2 separate regions of the Gossypium hirsutum genome follow, and region 1 is linked to region 2. Evidence: chromatin contacts called from public Hi-C data. All regions are on one chromosome and are shown on one strand. The core of a region is the stretch at or near the end of the contact, and the rest is flanking DNA. Distances in the headings are between cores, read along the strand shown.

Region 1 (2,700 bases), core at 79-2,578, 45 kb after region 2:
TACCATATACATATCTATCATTTGAGAGTTTAATTAGTACCAAATAATTAATGGTCTATTAAGTTTATATTACTTACCACATTTCATTAATTGATTCTCTTACTACTTTGTACTTTATTAACCCGTTGTAGACTAAATAGAACATTTAGGATATACAGAACAGATACAATGTTGCACCGAAGTGCATTAATAGAACATAACAATACCGTAGTGCTTATTAGAACAGAACTACACCAAGGTGCTTAAACAAAATAGAGAACGCACTAAATTTTTCTTAATGGCATGCCATCTATATCCTAGTAGATCTCATATCGTCTACATGGACTTAATTCTCCATGTCCATTCAATCAAAGAAAGAACAACTCAAAATTTCTACATGTTACAATTTAGCCCTTATTATCACAAATTTCATATAACTTGTAATTTCTCCACACATTCACTTTTCATATCATCAATACTTCATCACGCTTCATTTATATTCTCTTTTTTCAACATCTCAATTTAATGAGAAATTAAATAAATTTTTTTTATAAAAATGGAGGGCTAAATAAATCACTATACCTATTATATAACATCTTAAATTTTATCCATGACCTGTAACCACCTTAAAAGGCCTATTACGGAATTAATATAAAAATCTTATCCTATAAATCAAATAAATATAGGTTTTAGGAGTGGCAATGGAACGTGGTGACGGTAGGGTTTTTTTACCGCCTTTCGATTGCCAGGTTAACCTAATTTCTGCCAACTTCAAATTATATTGTCTTCGGTAAATTAATCCTAAAATTAAGTTCGTCGCTAAAGCTTAATTCCAAATCTTCATAATACAAATTTTGTGTTTTTTTTTATTTATTATTATAGAATCACATGCAAAGTTGTACAGAATTTGTGTTGAAATCTTTAATTAATATTAATTAAAAGTTTGATCTTTAGATAAAAATTAAAATATGATAAGTTTTATATTTTTCGTAAATTTGTAATTTAGTATTGTACTTTTGATTTTAGGAAATTAGTCTTTTTATTTTTTTAAATTTCAAAATTCAGATATAATTATTAGCATTGTTAAATTTAGGTTCATAATAGCATCAGTGTTCTAATTACATTGCTACCCAATATTTTTTTTTATTTCAAAATATCACACCAATAAATTTAATAAAAAAATTAAATAGTATTAAAAATTAGACCTAAATTTTAAAATCTAAAAAATAAAAAAAAAACTAAAATTTTAAAATAAAAATACAAAGACTTATTGAAGGGTAGAGAAGCTATAGCACATTTTAGCCTTAGACAAATCCCAAACCTCGACTCATTAAAAAAAACTGTGTAGAGAATTGGTAGGTATGGGGCAAGGGCGCCGGCTTTGAACCTAACTTCTTCGGCCACTCCCACCAAACTGCTTTATAGCATTTTATTATTTTATTGATTTCCTTCCTATTTTTGGTCCTACATGAAAGGGCGAGATAGTCACCAGACCCATTTTATATTTATTAATTTTAAGATAATGTAATTTAAATTCAACGTTAATGGTAAGCAAAATAAAATAAAATAAAATAAAATAAACTATTGTATTGACATCTATTAGGTTTTAATTAAGAGTTGTTGCCCCGATTATTGAAATGCGTACTTCCATTAATGCTAACTTTATCCACGGAATAAATGAGATTTACTAGTCACGAATTCTATGTGTATACCTAAGTAAGGTCCAAATATGTTGGTTCATTTGGACAATTAAACATATTAATTGTTCATTTATGGGAAAAAAAGGTGTCAAAATGGTGACCATTAATTGGTTGGCGAAATTGAAGGCTTAAAAATTTGTAAGAAAATAAAAAAGGAAATTTGCACATATTTGGACATCACGGGAGCAAGAGAGTGATAAAAGAAAGATTATTTTAAGTTTTATAATACTAAAAATAAAAGTTTAATGGTTTTTAAAATTTTAATTAAGTCTTTTTTTGTTACACTTAATTGTGTATTTGAACTTTTAAAATGCATAAAAAAGACTCTCAAACTTTAAAAAAAATAATTAAACCCCTGTTTTTTTTCCACTCAATTGGGTAATTGAAATGTTAAAATGCATAAAAAATACTCTCAAAATTTTTCAAAAAAAGCAATTAAACCTCTGCTTTTTTTTTGCACTTAATTGCCAAAATACATCAAAAATGCTATTTGACCGTAAACTTTAACAATTGACCGTTAAAGTTAACTGCCCATATTTTTTTTTCAGTTAAAGCCACATCGTGTCACAACCACTGCGTCACATGTGACAAAAAATTATAAAAATTATTAAACTTTAATAAAAATTAGAAAAAAATATATAAAAATAGTAAAAAAATATAAAAAAAATTAAAATTTTATAAAAATCATAAAAAATATATAATGCATCAAAAAATTCCTTTAACCATTAACTTTTAACGATCCCCAATTTTTTTAGTTAAAGTCATCAAATGTCGCAACACAACTAGAGGTGCTCATGGGCCGAGCCGGGTCCATAAAAAATTTTGGCCCGGGTCCTAGGCCCGGGCCCGGCCTGGCCCGAAATATGGGCCTAAAATTTTGCCCAGGCCCGGCCCGGCTTGGCCCATTTTTTAATAAATACCAAAAATTTATTTTAAAAATTAAAAAAATTATTTTAAAAATATTTAAAAATTTAAAAATATTTTAAAAATATTTTAAAAATATTTTAAAATTAAAAAAAAG
Region 2 (2,700 bases), core at 57-2,556:
GCGATGTCGGCCCGCGCGTGAACAGTGCCCAACGGTCAAATATTTGACCGTTGCCCCCCCAACGGTAAAAAAAAACTATAAATACCTCACATCTCTTTTTATTTTTTCACAAACAAATCTTCTCTCATATTTCCTCTCAATTTCCTTTCAATTTTCTCAATTTCTTTCCAAAATTCTCATAAATCCATATTTAATTTCAATTTCCTTTCAATTTCATTCCAAAAATCTCTCAAAGCTATATTTAATTTCAATTTGCTCTCAATTTCCTTTTTAAAAATAGTTTAATTTTTTTTATATTTTTATAAATCGTAAAAATTTCTACGATTTCATCAATGGCCGGATCATTAACTCGTCTTGATAGGCATCACATATCGGTGGAACAAATGGAAATGGTAAGTGTTAAATTTAATTTTTAAATATTATTTAATAATTTTTTATTTATGCTTTTTTAGATAATTATTAATTTATTATTTGTTATAAAAGTCTGTAGATCGGGTATTGGAATGCAATATCCGGAACATGCATGGTCCTCCATCACCGTTGGTAGAGAACTACCTGCGAGAAGCGGGTTTCTGGCACGTGGCGACGGTAGGCCGGGGATGCAAGTTGTACCCGAAACTAATCAGTGCGTTGATCGAGAGGTGGAGACCCGAGGCGCACACATTCCATCTTCCATGTGGAGAGTGCGCTATCACTCTAGAAGATGTGAGTCTGCAATTGTGATTGCCAGTCAACGGGAAGCCAGTCACCGGGACTGCTCAATCTAGCAATTGGGAGGTGGTATGCTACGAGCTTTTGGGCACTATTCCGGATAAAATGAATGGAGGTAAGATCGAGATGGGCTGGTTACGTGATACATTCCCTGATCTGGATGAAGATTCAACCGAAATTGAAAGAATCCGATATGCTCGGGCATACATTCTTCAAATAATTGGAGGTTATCTGATGCCCGACACGTCACGGAGCCGCGTACATCTAAGATGGCTCCTGAAAATCGTAGATTTTAGAGAAGCTGGTGAATTTAGTTGGGGGTCTGCCGTCTTGGAAACGTTGTATCGGGAGATGTGCTGGGCGACGCGACCGAGGAGAGCGAAAATCGGAGGTTGCTTGTCACTACTACAGTCATGGGCACGATTTCGGTTTCCATTTCTACGTCCTTGAGTGGACCACTCATATAAATTCCCACTCATAACGAGGTAAATTTTATATTAGATTTTACAATTATTATGTATATTTTTAAAAATAAAAGTATGCTAAAAATTTATTTAATTAGGTGGAACCATCCGGCAAGTCATGCTCGATTACCTACCAAACTTGAAGATATACGGCTTCTATTGGACCAACGGTCGGAAGCACAAGTAAGTATTATTGCAAATAGATATTTTGTATTTAGTATTTAGTATTTAGTATTTAGTATTTAGTATTATGTATATAACTAATATTTCTATCATGTTCATATAGTTTCAATGGACACCATATGAGGATCCGGTAATTCGGGCAGTAATTCCGGAAGAGTTCTTACAAAATTCGAACGCTTGCCAGGTCAAAGTCGTGCTGATCAACTTCGCAACCGTGGAGCCGCACCAGACAGACAGAGAGCTACGACAGTTTGGATGTAGACAACCGATTCTCATGGACCTTGAGGAGTTTGACGATCACCACAAAATCGACCTTCGGCTATTAGGTACGAAATGGCCTTTGTACTGGTCTGGGTACAAAGAAATGTGGGAAAATCGGTATGAATATCAACCTACTCGGGAACCAATCATCGTTCCGGAGTTAGCGTGCGTTCCAGAATATATGCCATGGTTTAGGATCCATGGCAAGCCATATTTACTGATGCCAGAAGAGAGGCAGCGGCAAATACGTGTCGGAAGGGAAAGACGCGGGCCTCTAAATCCAAGACGACAAGACGAACAAGGTAGCCCCTCAACGAGGCTCAGACATTCACCTGGCTCATCATCAGCGGCCATGCAATCACCGGGCCCAACAAGAGCATCGAGACATTCACCCGACACGGTAATTCAACCGATGATACCCACTCAACCGCCTTTTCAGACGATGCCAGGTGCGTTTCCTATCCCTTATATGTATCCTAACCCTTATATGTATCCTTTTCCGAGTCCTATGGCAGGTTGGAGCCAAATGCCCGGTTCAGCTCCATTTCCTGTTACGCCAAGTGGGCCGTCGATGTATAGGCCAGCGGGGCACGAGGGATCGCAAGAGGGGCCGTCGGGGAGCTCTCCTTTTTACCAATCCCTAGCAACGTATGGGTTTCAAACACCCTCGCCCTTCGTGATGCAAACACCTCCACATACACTATTCTTCGAAGGTGGATCATCGTCCCAAGTCTAACAACTAGATGCCGTACTGGAAGAACCAGAATCCCCGCCGGAGGAACAACAACCGCCGCCGGAAGCTAGAGAAAGGAGGAATCCAGCGCGTAACCGTCGACGGCCGCCATGTGGCACTGAATCCCCCGGGCATAGACATTGATTGTCATATTTAAAATTATTTGTACAAATATTTTGAATATTTTGAAGTTTATTTGATGTAATAAAATAGAAGTTTTATTGATGTAAAAAAATTAAATTTTTTTGAGTTATTTTGATATTATTTGATGTAATAAAATAGAAGTTTTATTGATGTAATAAAAATTGAAATTTTTTTGAGTTATTTTGATATTATTTGATGTAATAA

What was found. A called contact is a pair of places that touch in the nucleus more often than the background predicts.
Region 1: a contact with region 2 is called in a Hi-C map of leaf, with 2.8 times the contacts expected there. The contact joins the enhancer-like site here to the promoter of LOC121222389 in region 2. A contact is called at or near these places in 5 of 34 Hi-C or Micro-C datasets (fibers, leaf and seedling).

The regions. Positions count from the first base shown.
Region 1 is chrD10:10,713,758-10,716,457 of Gossypium_hirsutum_v2.1, forward strand. No RefSeq gene overlaps it. Among protein-coding and RNA genes, the nearest start is that of LOC107914208, 8.4 kb to the right of the region's middle. Within about 2 kb of position 1,329, at least 3 of the 9 cell types and tissues checked have an H3K27ac peak or open chromatin away from gene starts, as enhancers often do. A contact at or near this core is called in leaf, where this site is marked.
Region 2 is chrD10:10,668,886-10,671,585 of Gossypium_hirsutum_v2.1, forward strand. LOC121222389 (protein transport protein SEC31-like) reads left to right here and starts at 1,307. Exons shown (of 2, transcript XM_041103092.1): 1 at 1,307-1,358; 2 at 1,462-2,450. The coding sequence starts at 1,633. The coding sequence ends at 2,355.